5 separate regions of the Mus musculus genome follow, and regions 1, 2, 3 and 4 are each linked to region 5. Evidence: chromatin contacts called from public promoter capture Hi-C data. All regions are on one chromosome and are shown on one strand. Each heading gives the region's core, a stretch centred on a gene start, on an enhancer-like site or on the middle of the called end of the contact. The rest is flanking DNA. Distances are from core to core; before and after follow the strand shown.

What was found. Promoter capture Hi-C pulls out the DNA fragments that hold promoters and counts their contacts. Capture Hi-C pulls out chosen DNA fragments and counts their contacts.
Region 1: a promoter capture Hi-C map of liver shows a contact between it and region 5. The contact joins the enhancer-like site here to the promoter of Cd69 in region 5. A contact is called at or near these places in 12 of 39 promoter capture datasets (the C10 cell line, the HPC-7 cell line, cranial neural crest and 9 more), 1 of 115 datasets of contacts at active chromatin or transcription factors (embryonic stem cells) and 4 of 9 other capture datasets (adipose tissue, liver, macrophages and 1 more).
Region 2: a contact with region 5 is called in a promoter capture Hi-C map of liver, with 3 times the contacts expected there. The contact joins the enhancer-like site here to the promoter of Cd69 in region 5. A contact is called at or near these places in 15 of 39 promoter capture datasets (the 3T3-L1 cell line, 3T3-L1-derived adipocytes, the C10 cell line and 9 more), 1 of 115 datasets of contacts at active chromatin or transcription factors (CD8 T cells) and 2 of 9 other capture datasets (adipose tissue and liver).
Region 3: a promoter capture Hi-C map of the HPC-7 cell line shows a contact between it and region 5. The contact joins the promoter of Olr1 here to the promoter of Cd69 in region 5. A contact is called at or near these places in 15 of 39 promoter capture datasets (the 3T3-L1 cell line, 3T3-L1-derived adipocytes, the C10 cell line and 10 more), 14 of 484 Hi-C or Micro-C datasets (the AML12 cell line, the HL-1 cell line, bone marrow-derived dendritic cells and 11 more), 1 of 115 datasets of contacts at active chromatin or transcription factors (pancreatic cancer cells) and 3 of 9 other capture datasets (adipose tissue, liver and macrophages).
Region 4: a contact with region 5 is called in a promoter capture Hi-C map of adipose tissue, with 2.9 times the contacts expected there. The contact joins the promoter of Clec7a here to the promoter of Cd69 in region 5. A contact is called at or near these places in 4 of 39 promoter capture datasets (the C10 cell line, the HPC-7 cell line, liver and 1 more), 6 of 484 Hi-C or Micro-C datasets (embryonic stem cells, liver, myeloid progenitors and 1 more), 1 of 115 datasets of contacts at active chromatin or transcription factors (bone marrow-derived macrophages) and 2 of 9 other capture datasets (adipose tissue and liver).

Annotation. Positions count from the first base shown.
Region 1 is chr6:129,112,101-129,114,800 of GRCm38.p6, reverse strand. No RefSeq gene overlaps it. Among named protein-coding and RNA genes, the nearest start is that of Clec2e, 13 kb to the right of the region's middle. Within about 2 kb of position 1,385, at least 32 of the 459 cell types and tissues checked have an H3K27ac peak or open chromatin away from gene starts, as enhancers often do. A contact at or near this core is called in the HPC-7 cell line, adipose tissue and liver, where this site is marked.
Region 2 is chr6:129,421,916-129,424,615 of GRCm38.p6, reverse strand. It overlaps Clec9a (C-type lectin domain family 9, member a), which reads right to left. Exons shown (of 7, transcript NM_001205363.1): 7 at 1-2,390. The coding sequence ends at 2,258. It also overlaps a transcript of Clec12b not described here. Among named protein-coding and RNA genes, the nearest start is that of Clec9a, 14 kb to the right of the region's middle. Within about 2 kb of position 1,410, at least 103 of the 459 cell types and tissues checked have an H3K27ac peak or open chromatin away from gene starts, as enhancers often do. A contact at or near this core is called in the HPC-7 cell line, adipose tissue and liver, where this site is marked.
Region 3 is chr6:129,505,863-129,508,562 of GRCm38.p6, reverse strand. It overlaps Olr1 (oxidized low density lipoprotein (lectin-like) receptor 1), which reads left to right and starts at 1,398. Exons shown (of 8, transcript NM_138648.2): 1 at 1,398-1,528. The coding sequence starts at 1,456.
Region 4 is chr6:129,471,352-129,474,051 of GRCm38.p6, reverse strand. It overlaps Clec7a (C-type lectin domain family 7, member a), which reads left to right and starts at 1,267. Exons shown (of 5, transcript NM_001309637.2): 1 at 1,267-1,469. The coding sequence starts at 1,367. All of the region lies in intron 2 of Gm45969 (a long non-coding RNA gene), which reads right to left.
Region 5 is chr6:129,274,088-129,276,787 of GRCm38.p6, reverse strand. Cd69 (CD69 antigen) reads left to right here and starts at 1,419. Exons shown (of 5, transcript NM_001033122.4): 1 at 1,419-1,566. The coding sequence starts at 1,503.

The DNA of each region.
Region 1 (2,700 bases), core at 136-2,635, 160 kb after region 5:
CCCTTCCCTTGACAAGATATCGGGGGCTTTAGGTGGGGAATGTGTGAATAAATTGCAAATATATTTCATGACTTATAACCACCTAATAACCTGGTAACCGCTGAAAAGTGTGGAGATATATTAGAAAGGTCAGGAGAAGACAAATGGTCTTAGCAGAAGATTCAAATGGTGCTTTGTGGACACTGAGGTCTTACTAAGCTCTCTGTTGCTTCAAGGAATCCACAACGATGCTGTGAGAAGTAACCTTTCTGAGGTGTGATGTTCTCTTTAACAGGCGCTGGCTACGGTGTGAAGTGACCAGAAGCACCCAGAGCCTCATGGGTCTGTGGGGAGCATGCAGTAAGCTGACATCACTTTGCCTGATATAGAATCTAGAGAACAGCACCAAATGCCTGCATAACCATTACACCAGGGAAAACCCTACTATCATTGTTGTACATACAGAAATAAAACCCTCTGAGAGTTCATGCTTGGGGAACTCATCCAGCCATCTTACTTGGATTGTGTATGGGAGGGAATGTCACCACTTCCATTTCAGTCTGTAGCCCAAGAAGGCAGCTTCAGCCACCCATACTAGAGAAGCCAATAGTGTGTGTATGGGGCAGGGGATTAGAAAAGGGAGACTTCTTCAAAGTGGCTACAGTGGGAAGAAGAACACAGAGATTAGTGACCCTGCCCTGACAAATCACACTGTCGGAGCCAACAGAACATAAAGGAAACAGCATGTTGCAAGTGCAGTTCCCAGGCAGCTTCTAAGGAGAGTGAGACATGGGAAAGATTTGAGGAATGTGTTTATTTCTATCTGGGCTGATTGATGAAGAGTTCCCTTGGGTGGAGAGCATTTGTAATGCCTGGAACAGCTGACTTGGTTTGCAAATTCTTAAGTCATTGTGAGAACAGGGCATAGTGCTGTAAGCCTTTGATCCCAGAACTCAGGAAGTAAAGGCAGGTGAACTTCTGTGAGTTCAAGGCCAGTCTAATCTACAGAGTGAATTCCAGAACAGTCAGTGCTATGTAAAGGAACTTTGTCTTGTGTGTGTGTGTGTGTGTGTGTGTATGAGAGAGAGACAGAGAGACAGAGAGACAGAGAGACAGAGAGACAGAGAGAATGAGAATTGTATACAAATCCAACAGAGAAAGATGGTCCCATCAAAATGATGCTTAGTAGACTAAGGTGTCACTTAAGATTTATGAGCTGCTTGTCAGATTAAAAAGCAATTGTCATAAACATGCTCAGTGTGCTAACAGAGCCCCAGACAAAGCACTAATGGGAGATAGGAAATGATGAATGGACAACATTATCTAACAGTATAAATAGAAGCAAACAGGAAGACAAAAGGCATTTGGTCATCTCAGTGAATGCAGAGGGGAAACAGTACTTGACAAAATTACACACCACTTCCTTGATGTGTCTGCACTGGTCTGCACTGGTCTGCACTGGTCTGCACTGGTCTGCACTGTCCTTGCTCTGTGGGGTCCTTGGTGGTCTTTACATCAGGTTCAGGTTGCAGATCAGGAAAGACTACAGGAAATGTCCAGCCACAGGAAGCGTGCTTCCCATAGGTCACTTGGCCCACCTCCTACATGGGACCCATACCACTTACCCTACATACTATGTAGAATCCACACCACCTGCAACACATTCTATGTACAACCCACACCTCCTGCCACATCATACACAGGACACATGTTTATCTTCTCCAGCATGTTGTACTTCACTTCACAAAAACCTGGCTTTATCTGGTACATTTTGTACCTGGTGCACTTTACCATCTGCTCCTCCTTCCCCTTCTTTTTCCTTTCCATCTCATGAGCCTCTCTTTGAGTCACCAGGGCACAAGTAGTCTCAACACCTTTCATCTTTCCAAGGATCTTGTGCTGAGCTGTCCCCTCTATTCAATATTCCCTTAGATATCTGACCACAGACTCCTATAGCAGTCCCAGGGGTCACATGAAGTGGTTTGGGGAGGCCTTCCTGTCATGACAGTCATTGAGCTTGTCTGCTCAAAGACCAAGTCCTCATGTGTCAGTGTTGATCTTTGGGCAGAAACATTTTACTGGAAGAGTTTGGCCTCCTGTCTACTTTCCTGAGGTGAAAGGTGATGCCATTGTGATAGGAGACACAAACAGGAACCGGCATCTCTGCTCTCCTGCTCTGGAAGGGAGAAGTAGAAAAGGCAGCCCTGGAGTTTGAAGTCTTCCTCAGTGTGCATATGTGGTCAACAAAATCTAATAGGTCATTTTTTTCTTAAGGCTGAAGAATATGATCTGTGCACACAACACCCACTGTCTAAATGTTCCTGGGGGGAGGCAAGCTTGTCTGTTGCTATGTTTTGGCAGTGGTAAATTCTGTTGCAATAACACCAGTCCTGTATCTAATCCTTCAGATATGCACTGGATCATTTGGTGCTCTTTATCATTGAGTCATTCAGTCAAAATGTCATCAATTCTTTCTTTACTTCTTTAATAATGGACTCTAATGTCTTCCACAACAGCTCAACTATTTTGCATACCCACTGGCTCTATACCAGCTTCAAATTTACCAACAAGAGGCTCAGCAAGCTTCCTTTCTTTCTCCCCTTTCCATCAAGTAAATCAACTTTTACATATATCAGACCAAGTGGAGTCAAAAGTGCTCTTGAAAGTCAGGTGTGGTGGCATATACCTTCAGTGGATCAGTGAGTTTTAGGCCAGTCAGAC
Region 2 (2,700 bases), core at 161-2,660, 150 kb before region 5:
AGTATCATTTTTTATAGTTTGCATGTAATATTTGGATGGTGTTCTTAAGCAGTATTTTGAAGTGAATTGTATTACAGTTTTATAGCAGGAAGGTTGAGACACAGGCAGTTAGAGGAACTAGGTTGTTCATCTTGTTCATCTTGTCAGCGCAGACTGAGCCGTTTGATCTGTGAGCAATAGGATGGAAGGCTCCACCTACACAATGGGACATGCTGATGTCCATGCTAATCCTTCCCCTACATGAAATTCAAAGAGTACCTTTCCCAGCAGAACTCTGCAGTCTGAAAAGCACCATAGACAGAAAAAGCCCTGGTTCCTTCTGAGGCAGATCAGAGGGACTCAATGACTCTACAGCTTTGGGGCAGAAGTTAAACCCTGTTAAATGTTCATTTTTATGAAGTACTGCTAAGTGCTATTCGAATTGTCATGTACTGGGGTTTTATTAAGTATTTATTGTAAACACACTTTTATTGTCTGTGAACGTGAATTCAAGCTATCAGCCAAGCAGCCTTTTTACTAACATCTGGCCAGACTGCCCTCATGACAGTCCAGCCAGCAGTTTGGGCACTTTACTCTGAAGCCCCTCTAGCTACTGAAGAATACCACCACCCCATGGCTGAAGACATGCTCCAGTTGTGACTGCTCCCACAACTGGAATAGCCTATGGAAAACAGCACTCTAACTAAGCAAGGGAAGCCTTTTGGCAAATTGCCCAAGGCCCAGCCTGTCCTGCAGTTCTCATTTGGGCCAGAGAGGGAGCACTTCCAACCATGAACCTAGGGAAGATCTGTGACTGTAAACAAGAGTCTGTGCTGTGATTGGTGCAAACACAGTCCTTGAAGAGCTACTGTGAAGGTGCAGACACCCGCACTACACCCACTTCTTATCTATTAAATGGGCTGTTTAGTTCAGTTTTAGAGTCAGCCAGGACACCCCCTCCTCTGACACTCCTGATGCTGTAACATTAACACCAATAAAAGACTTCCCGAATGGTCCTTTTTCTCCTCCTTTGCCCTGCATTAGAAGAGTAGCCTGAGCTGCTAACACAAAGAGAAGATGCAGAAGCACAAGATGGGAGCAAAGGCAACCAAGCAGAGCAAGCAGCTCTAGTGGTGACAGCAGTTACCGTGGCAGTCGACAGACAAGAGAACACCTGAAAAATTCCAGAGATGGGTCATGGCAGAAAGGATGGGCAGCAGAAACAGAGAGACTGAGGAATGGTAGAGTTAGAGAAATGAGAGAAGGCAGAAAAGCAAGGCTGAGTAAAGACAGAAGACTGTGGCCAACCAGGAAGGAGAAACACGGGCTTGGAGACCTGGAAGAGTGCCAAGCAGCTGCAGTCTTTGGAACCAAGGATCACAGAAAACCTATGCTGAGAGCTGTAACACTAACAGCCAACAAGGGCTGATGGGAGATTCCTGCATTCTAGACCAGAGGACTGTAATAGTAGTCACTGCAGAGTTAATGCCCCACCACCCTAAAGCCATCCAAGAGCTATAACACTAGTGGGAGCTGCTTGCTGCTACTGACTGCTGTCTGGTATTGCTGCTAAAGGTTAGGGATTGTAAAAGCTGCCAAGACCCAGAGCCAGTAGTGATTAAAACGAAAAGCTATAAGCCTTCAACCTGAGCACTCAGATCCCGGAGCAATAGCCCCCTAGCTCCAAGGGTTAGAAACTGTAAATCTCTATATCTGTGAGGTCATCCCCCAGGCCCTGGGCCTCAGAAGAAGATTAAAAACACTGGAGGTCCCCATTCTGCTCATTTTTACCTAGAGCCAAAGGACCCCTGGCGTATGATTGGTGGTAATACTACAGTTTAGAAATCCATCTCTCTCCTCTCAGTGTGTGATCTTATGATCTATAATTACTGGAAGGTGACCTGAAGAAAATTTTGTCAGTTGTAAGTATAGTAGATAGAATTGTTTACTAAAAGTACAAACCAAGGATTGCATAAAAACTCCCACAAGGACAGCTAGATCTCGGTGTGGTATGGATCGTCACTTTGGACTTTCAAACACACAGGAAATTATTTTCTCTTCTTTGTTCTCACTGAGTCAGATCTTCTGTAGCTCTAAATCAATTTTTTCCTTGGCACAATGGACAAGGTCAACTGAAATCTGCAAAGCGTTACAGACTATTGCCAAGTGTAAATAAAAAATCAAGCTTGCCTTCATAGTCTCACATCAATCTCCTCCTGTGTTTGCTCTTTGGCCTCTTTCAAACACTTGTGTAACAGGTAGCTTTGAGTTGTATCTTTCAGATGCAGGATCCAAATGCCTTCTTCTCACAGATAAAATATTTCCAGCTATCGCACTTATCTGAGATGAGAGTAGAATCTTTGAGGTATCCACAGATCTGGCCGGCTGATCGCTGTCTTTCTGCTGGCAACCTGAAAAAGTAAGGTAACTTCTCAGGTTAGAGGTTAGATGTGAAGATGACAGTGGTATTTGAAAGGGAAACTCTCCAGAGATGCTGTTGGATTTATTTTAGTTTGCTTTAATGTGGTAGCCTTCTGTGGTGGTTTTGTCCTCCTTCAAATAGCATCTATTAAGTTTTACAAAGGATATGTTGATATAATTTGAACAAATAGTTTCTAAAGAAAACCAAGCCATGTTTGCATAAAGGTAGGTGAGAGCCAATGCGTTTCTCTCGGCTCTGTTCTCAACATACTAAGGCACTTGGTTGTACCCATGAAATGC
Region 3 (2,700 bases), core at 149-2,648, 230 kb before region 5:
CAGTGAAACACTGTCTCAAAAGAAAAAAACCAAAACAAACCAAAACAAACAAACAAAACCCTAACAACAATCAATCTATCCCCTTTCCCCCCATCACTTTTTCCTCTCTGTTAGAGTCTTGTATACTCAAACTCAAAAAAAATTGTTTAGTCTATAAGAGGGTTACTTTACTTTCACAAAAACACATGCAAGGGCTGAACCTGAGTTAGGAACTCGAGAGTTGGTCAAACACCTGTCCTGTCCATAATCTTAGCACTCCTACTGTGAGATGGAGGGCAGAGATAGGAGGGAATCTGGAATCTTTCAGATCAGCTAGCCTGGAGCATGTATCAGGCAATAAGAGACCTTTCCTTAATCAGTGAGAGACCAGGGCCTACCAATACCTGATTTGCCCTCTGACCTCCACTTGTATCTGTGTTTTGCACACATACAAGCAAGCTCAAGTGCACACACACACACACACACACACACACACACACACACACATGTTAAAAAGTATAAGTAATTTCAGAGACATATCTTTTCATGGTGTATATAGGTATAAAAAGCCAAGGCATAGGTCAGAGTAAAACATACTCTTTTCTAATCAATTTAAGTATCCTGGATACTACAATTAGTAGCAGTTTTAACTATTATTTCTGACTTTTATGTTCCAACTACAAAAACCTGTCATTTTTACATCTAAGCTCCTATTGAAACATTACCTGAGCCAAGTGTTTGGTTACAGGTTAATGCCACTATACCTGGCCATTGGAACGTTATCAAACATACATTATCCTCAAACTCCAGACAAATATGTAGATTCAATATAAATATTTCCTGAGATGACAGACCCAGGGAAAGATCTAAGACTTACTCTAGCTATTTCTACTGGGCTGCTGCTGCTGTTTAAAGTCTCTGTACTCAAGACTTCCCCTAAACTCCAGCACTCAGGGCCAGGAATGGAAATCCTATGTGACTTAAGTCATATTTCTGATTGCTCATTAAAACTATTAAAAGTAAAACATGGTGCTTATAAAACAGACACCATATAGCGACAATCTGCTTTGGTGAATCAGCAAACAGAAAAATGTGAACAAACAAGTCGAACCATCCAGTCCAATCACCTAACTTGAAGAATGTGCTTCTTTGACTTCCAAACCCTTATCTGATTTGTCTGCAGTATCTTTCCTATAATTGTCGTGGTCAGCCCTCTTTCCCCTGCTGTCTGTTTCTTAGTGAAAGGTCATGAAGCATGACTGGATATAATTCTCCCCACCCACAAGAGACACAACCTAAGAATTTGTGTTAGCCAACTTTCCAATATGAAGCAAAGCTTCCTTTCCTCCCGCGACGGTTGAGTCATCCTCTGCTAGATAAGAGCGGCTATTTAAACTGCAACAGAAGCTCCGCACACTGGCAGTTGGCTGAGGTCCTCGACTGTTTCAGTTTTTCACTCTTAGCAGGAATTTGGAGATGACTTTTGATGACAAGATGAAGCCTGCGAATGACGAGCCTGATCAGAAGTCATGTGGCAAGAAGCCTAAAGGTAACAGGGGTGGGTAGATGCTTATAGAGACAGAATGCCAGGCTTAGCTCAGAAATATAAATTAAATGTACTGAGGAATGAGGTTAGAGGGTAAAGCCATTCAAATATAAGAAAATACAAGAGACCAAGACCATTTATTTAGAAGGAAAGCAAGTAGGATTCAAGATAACAACTAGCTGATACTACATCTTTAGTATAAGCTGTTCTCCATGCTACGGCTTTAAATTAATGCTTTCTACTAATTGTAGTACTTATATTATCTGCCTTCCATATAAAGTTAACTCAGGAGGAGTAATAAAGTCACTCAGTTTCCTTGAATTAATCAGAGTAGAGCCAAAATCATACCAGATTCCCATGTATGAAGAATCCAATCCATAAAAAAAAAAAAATGGGCGAAAATGCATCCATTTAGAGCACACACTAATTGTTTTTATGTGTGTTGCTGAAGTACTGCAAAAATCTGAAGTGCTTTGTGAATTATCTAAAGCAAATTTGGTATATTCAGTATGACTGAATATACGTTAGACTTTCTTGTCCATCATTGCTTTGACCAGGAAGCAGGAGTGGGTGGGTTGGGGAGCAGGGTTGGGGGGAGGGTATAGGGGACTTTCAGAGAGAAAACTAGGAAAGGGAATACCATTTGAAATGTAAATGAAGAAAATATCTAATAAAAAATCCAAAAAAAAGAAATGTAAATGAAGAAAATATCTAATAAAAAAAAAGAAAGAAAGAAAGAAAGAAAGAAAGAAAGAAAGAAAGAAAGAAGGAAAGAAAGAAAGAAAGAAAAAAGAAAAATTGTAATTTGTATTTGGCTACTACAGTAAATTGAATTATTTAGGTTTAATTGATAACTCATTTTTGTAGACAACTACAGATAAAATGTCTTTTATTTTATAAAATTAAGAGGAAAAGGCCAGGTGGTGGTGGTGCACACCTTTAATCTTAACACTTGGGAGGCAGAGGCAGGTCAGCCTTCTCTACAGAGTGAGCTTTAGGACAGCCAGGGAAACACAGAGAAACCCAGACTCAGGAAAAAAAGGAACAAAGTATAAGAAGAGGAGGGAAGACAGACTGTGTCTGTAAGTAAGCCTGAAATCTTTCAATGGGTAGGATAAGGGTGAGTGTAGTGTGATTTAATATCTGAGTGGCTGAACTAGCTCAGAGTCAAGAGT
Region 4 (2,700 bases), core at 18-2,517, 200 kb before region 5:
ACATTCGAGGATGATTGTCCTTGCTCTTCCTCACAGTCTCTGGGAATTGGAGGAGAGTGCATTGTTTCCAGGTGTGCCACTGCCTCAAGTCATAAAGATGAGGAGTTTCTTAGTTTAATAAGTGCCAATTGACAAGTCCTGATGAAGACTCACTCTAGCTATCCCTTTAGTATTGCAGCTTTTTTTTTATTAGCACACTCTAGCCTTGAAAAAGTCTTCAAATTTTGTTTTGTGGACTCTGACTTCCATTCATGGAAAACCTTCTTCTCCAATTCAATCATATCCTTAAACTAAGTCTATTCTCATTTCTTTGATGTTCTCCTTGTTGACTTACAGCAGTAATCAAGTGATGGTTGTTTCAAAACTGTACTTATTTGATCATTTTTTGTTAATCTGAGAATTGCAAGAGAGGAGAGAGAGAGAGAGAGAGAGAGAGAGAGAGAGAGAGAGAATGAGAATTTATTTTTATGTTTCAGGCTATTATATGTATCATAAGAGTCCAGAAGAATGAAGCCAGTGCAACAGTAAGTAATTCCAAGTCTTAAAAACTTAGTAGACTTTGTTCTAGTCCCTTGTTCTAGTTTTGAAATTTCCATCTTCGAGTATCCATGTCTTCTTCTCCTTATTTGAAAATAGTAATGCTAATATGTGCTAAAGCGTAATTCTTAGAGAGGGCGACAGAATGAGAATGCGGGTGTGCTGTGAAGTAACTAAGGCAGAATCATTCCCAGTAAATGTTTGCGCCTATCTATTTCTACTCCATGATAAACCTCCAAGAGAATCATTCGCTTTGTGTCGCTGGAGTGATGTACTTTGGATGCTCAGCTGTGATTCCTCCATCAGGCAATAAATTTCCTTGTGGAGAGCCTTCCGCCAATGCTGCCGACTCCAGGCAGTTATAGAGTATTTACTACAATGGATGGCATGAACACATGAAAGGATGTGGGGATGCAATCAGAGTTCTAACAAGCCAGTGTCGAATTCAAGACACTCAAACTGCTTAAAAGTTTATGTAGGCCATACCAATTAATCGTGTCAGTTTCAATGGGGAGTGTAACCAATGTCTTTTAAGACTGTAGTCAATGGATCAGTCATACAGTTGATCTAAAACGACAGTCATGCATCATACAGCATTTCAGTTTTCTTCAGAAGTTACAGCCTCAGAAACAGGATCTAGAGGAAAAAAGGGAAATTACTCCAACGCGTTTTCATTTCCTGCTTTGGGCACTGGCTTGACTACTTAAGCTGTGCTCCATGAACCTCGCAAAGGGCTGTTTCAGGGTTTGGGTTAGTGAGCCTCATCCTGGCAGTTATTTTATAGTAAAGAACATTCAAGTGCTCTGCCTACCTAGGGCCCTGTGAAGCAATGAAATATCACTCTCATATAGAGAATCTGGATGAAGATGGATATACTCAATTAGACTTCAGCACTCAAGACATCCATAAAAGGCCCAGGGGATCAGAGAAAGGTATCCATTTTCTTTCTGCTAACAGCACCTTTGTTCTCATTAACTGAAATAACAGAAGTAGAGACCTGGAGAGATTCTTGATTTGTAGAACTGCCTACAAAAATATATTTTCATATATGCGTGTGTGTATGATATATATTTGGTATATGTGGTATGTATATGATATGTATATATATATATATACATGTATACACACATATATATGTATGTATGTATATATATGTATATATATATATATATATATGTATATATATATATATATACATGTATACACACACGTGTGTGTGTGTGTGTGTGTGTGTGTATAGTTTTAAAGACTGCTGGAAGTCATCAACGACTTCCACAAATTGCTTTTGGTTTATGGCAGAAAACAGGACTACTCTACTCTACAGTCAGAGGTAGCACTGGTAACATGAGTAAAAGAGAAAGATGAAAGAATTTTAGTAGAGTTGCTTTTTCCTTGTTTTTTAGCAACTTGTGAGGGGGCCAGGAAACAGATAAACGAACAACCTGTACAATCATACAACACAGTATGCTAAAGTCATGGTCCTCTATGCAACCATAGAGGAGTGTGTGGGAAATAAAAATGAATGCATCTTTGGTTAAACCCAAAGAGAAGCCAGGAGTCATGGGGTGTAAATCCCAAATCCGCTATGCTCTTTTGGTAAGAGATTAATTTGGATTTTATAAAACGAGATGTTAGTATGTCAGCTATGGAAAACACAAGCTACATTAAAATGTCTCATTATCAGGAGATAGATATTAAAACGGAAACAAGACAAGAATAAAGGACATTAAAGTCCTAACACGGAGTGAGTGTTTTAGTCTCTTTCAGGGTCACCTATTGGGCAGCTCTATGACTTGGCTTTCTGTTGTTGGTATCATCAGCTTAAAACAAAAATCAGTTCGCTGTTAACTTAAAGGAAGAGATGACTGACGGGTTCTAATGTCAGTTTGTTTTCTTCCGCTTTTTGATGTTCACATTATGCAATTATTTATAACCACTTACACAATCACTCTCTTGTGAAATTTGCTTGGAAAATAGTCTAAAAATTGATTGAGGGAAGGGGCATGGCTTATATGCGTATGCTGCGTAAACTAAAGTGCTCAGTCCCAGCAACAGTATTTGAAGGTACTATTGATCTAATTTCAAAACTTGGAAATAAAAAAAATAAATAAAAACAAAGGCATAGAGAAAATAACTTGTTTAAATCATGCACCATATAAATGA
Region 5 (2,700 bases), core at 170-2,669:
AAGACCTAAAGGCCCTGCAGTGGCAGGCTCCTGGGCACTCCTATGGAATAAGAAGAAGCTCTCTGTTGTAGAGGGAAAGTAATAGAGGAAGTGCCCAGAGGCCAATGTAGAGGTTCTTCTTGGCTGTAAGGTCTTTGGATTTTAAGGAACCTTTATTAGGAAGCCTTTGGTGAGCTGAATGTTCTCAACAAGATGATATGACATACTTAATCTCATCCCAGCTGCTGTGCAGGAAAGATACTGAGAACAAAAAGGCACATTAGGACCAGCATGTACCTGTCTGTGTCTCAAGCAGACAAATCCACCTGCTGGCTCACCTCAGTTGTCTGTGCCGGTACCTTCCAAGCAACCTAAGCATTATATCTTCACAAAGGCAAACCAGACAACTTTACTCCAGGTCCTTTGACAATCTCTCCATTCTCTGCTCTATTCCATATGTCAAATGTAGAGATCATTCCAGAATGTAAGAAATCATGCTTGTAATTTTTTAAGATCCTCACACTTGACTTACCAAAACAGACATTTTCTGCATTTATGTGGTGCTCAATAACTTATCTGAATGAGATGGATATCATGGGAAGATATGTGTATAGGGATCATCTTCCAAATATCCGAGGCCACAGACACCTGAAAAGGACATGGGGAAATAGAAGGAGATATTCTGCAGTGAGACAAAGTAAGTTTGACAGTGGAGGATGACAAGAAAATGAGCAAGGGATGATGAAATAGATAACTGAAGAGAAACAGTTTTAGATCACACCGAGGAAGTTTCAGACCACAAGCTTTCTGTTTCCTGCACTAAAGCAACTCCTGACACTTGAAAGAACTAGTCTCTGGGGAAAAAAGAAGTGAATGCCACACGTTTTAAATCCATAATTAACTAAATAAAACTTGTCCAATTGAGAGAGAGGGAGAGAGAGAGCCACAAAGATAGAGATTTTAAAATCCCTACTCAACAGTACATCTTCTGGCCACCAACAGCACCTGGTACATAATGGGTATTCAATAAATGCCTGTACCTGCCTACATATACAAAGAAACCAATGCAAAGGATTGCATGAAAAAGTTTTACTCTCTCTTCCAGTGCTTTTCCATGTCAAATACAGCAATCTCAAACTTTTAGCTCCTTGTTTAGATTATACCATTTCCTAAGTTATTTGTGTTTTTAAAAGTTTGTGGAAGGATGTCTTCGATTCTGGGAAAATCCCATTTATCTCTTCCTCTTGAAGCTACAGTTGTGAGAAAGCACATTTCAGACAGCAGGGAAAACCCGCAGCTCACCACAACAACACACGGTGAAGTGTCTAGGCCGCTGGAGCATAAATTAAAGAGAACTGGCTGAGTTGAGTGAGTACAGGGTAGGAGGAAGGGGTGGAGCCTAATCGAGTATAAAGGCTGAAATCCTCCGAGATCAAGACACTGAACAAGACAGCTCCAGCTACATCTCTCCGTGGACCACTTGAGAGTCGCCAGGGACCTTGAGGGGAAAAAAATTAAAAAGGATGGATTCTGAAAACTGTTCTATAACGGAAAATAGCTCTTCACATCTGGAGAGAGGGCAGAAGGGTAAGTCATGTGATTTCTTACATTCTGGAATGATCTCTACATTTGATGTGTGGAATAGAGCGGAGAATGGAGAGATTATCAGAGGACTTGGTTATGTTCTGTTTCAATCAGTAAAAGAGAAACTGGGCATAGGTAAATACCTCTCTAGCTATGAGAAGACAAGATACTTGTATGAGAGAGAGCTATATGACTTTCAGATGATCTTGAAAGGACTTTTCCTTTGAATAGATTTGTAACATCTCAACTCGTGGATTTAAATGATAAATGATAAATTGCCTGGCTTGACCTAGTTATTCTCTATAGTTTTCCCATAACCACCATCATCAGTAAGTTTTATCCTTTTCTTTATGAAGAACTCTGTTTTTCACACAAAGAGTTACGTTCTTGCTCTTTCCTTATCCATTTGCCTGCTTTCTGTGTGTATTCCCTCATTAGTGTTCTCCTCATGAATCCTCCAGTGGTTAGCAGCATTCGGGTCTCCAGGCTCAGAGAAAACAGCATTACACACACCTGAACATGTGCAGTGTCATATGGTGATGCATTAGAATGTAACCCTGTCATTAAAATGTCATCTTCTGCAGAGACCTATGGAATCTCCTCCTTACATTTTGTTCTGTCTCTCTCCTCCAATGAATCACTTCAAATTCTATGACTATATATTTTTCTTCCTTTTTACAAAAGCATGATCACCCTTCACATTTCTGTCTCTTCTGTCTGTTTCTATCTGAGTTGTAAGGAGCCCTCCAGCACTTAGCACTTGGGAATGAGAGTTATTTGAAAGCACGAGCGATCCAGTTAATAAAGGGATTTGCTATGACCAACACCGCCAAGATAGTTGGTGAGGAACGAATTATTTTCTGAGTTTCTCTGTCAAGTTGTCTTGTTGTGTAAAAAAATTAAAAATAAAAAATTTTTTAAAAGTCTCAGTTACCTTTAAAATCTCATCCCTTCTTTGAGAGCATGAAGTCAAAAACATAGATATAAAGTCTACAATATTCATTTTTAGATACCTAAGCAACCCATACCTATATGTCTCACTTAAATTTTTTTTAAAAAGCAGATAATAATGAAACTATAATAAATAGTGGAATGAAGGAAAGACCAAATGCAGAAATTCCTGACCTGGCCTGGGGT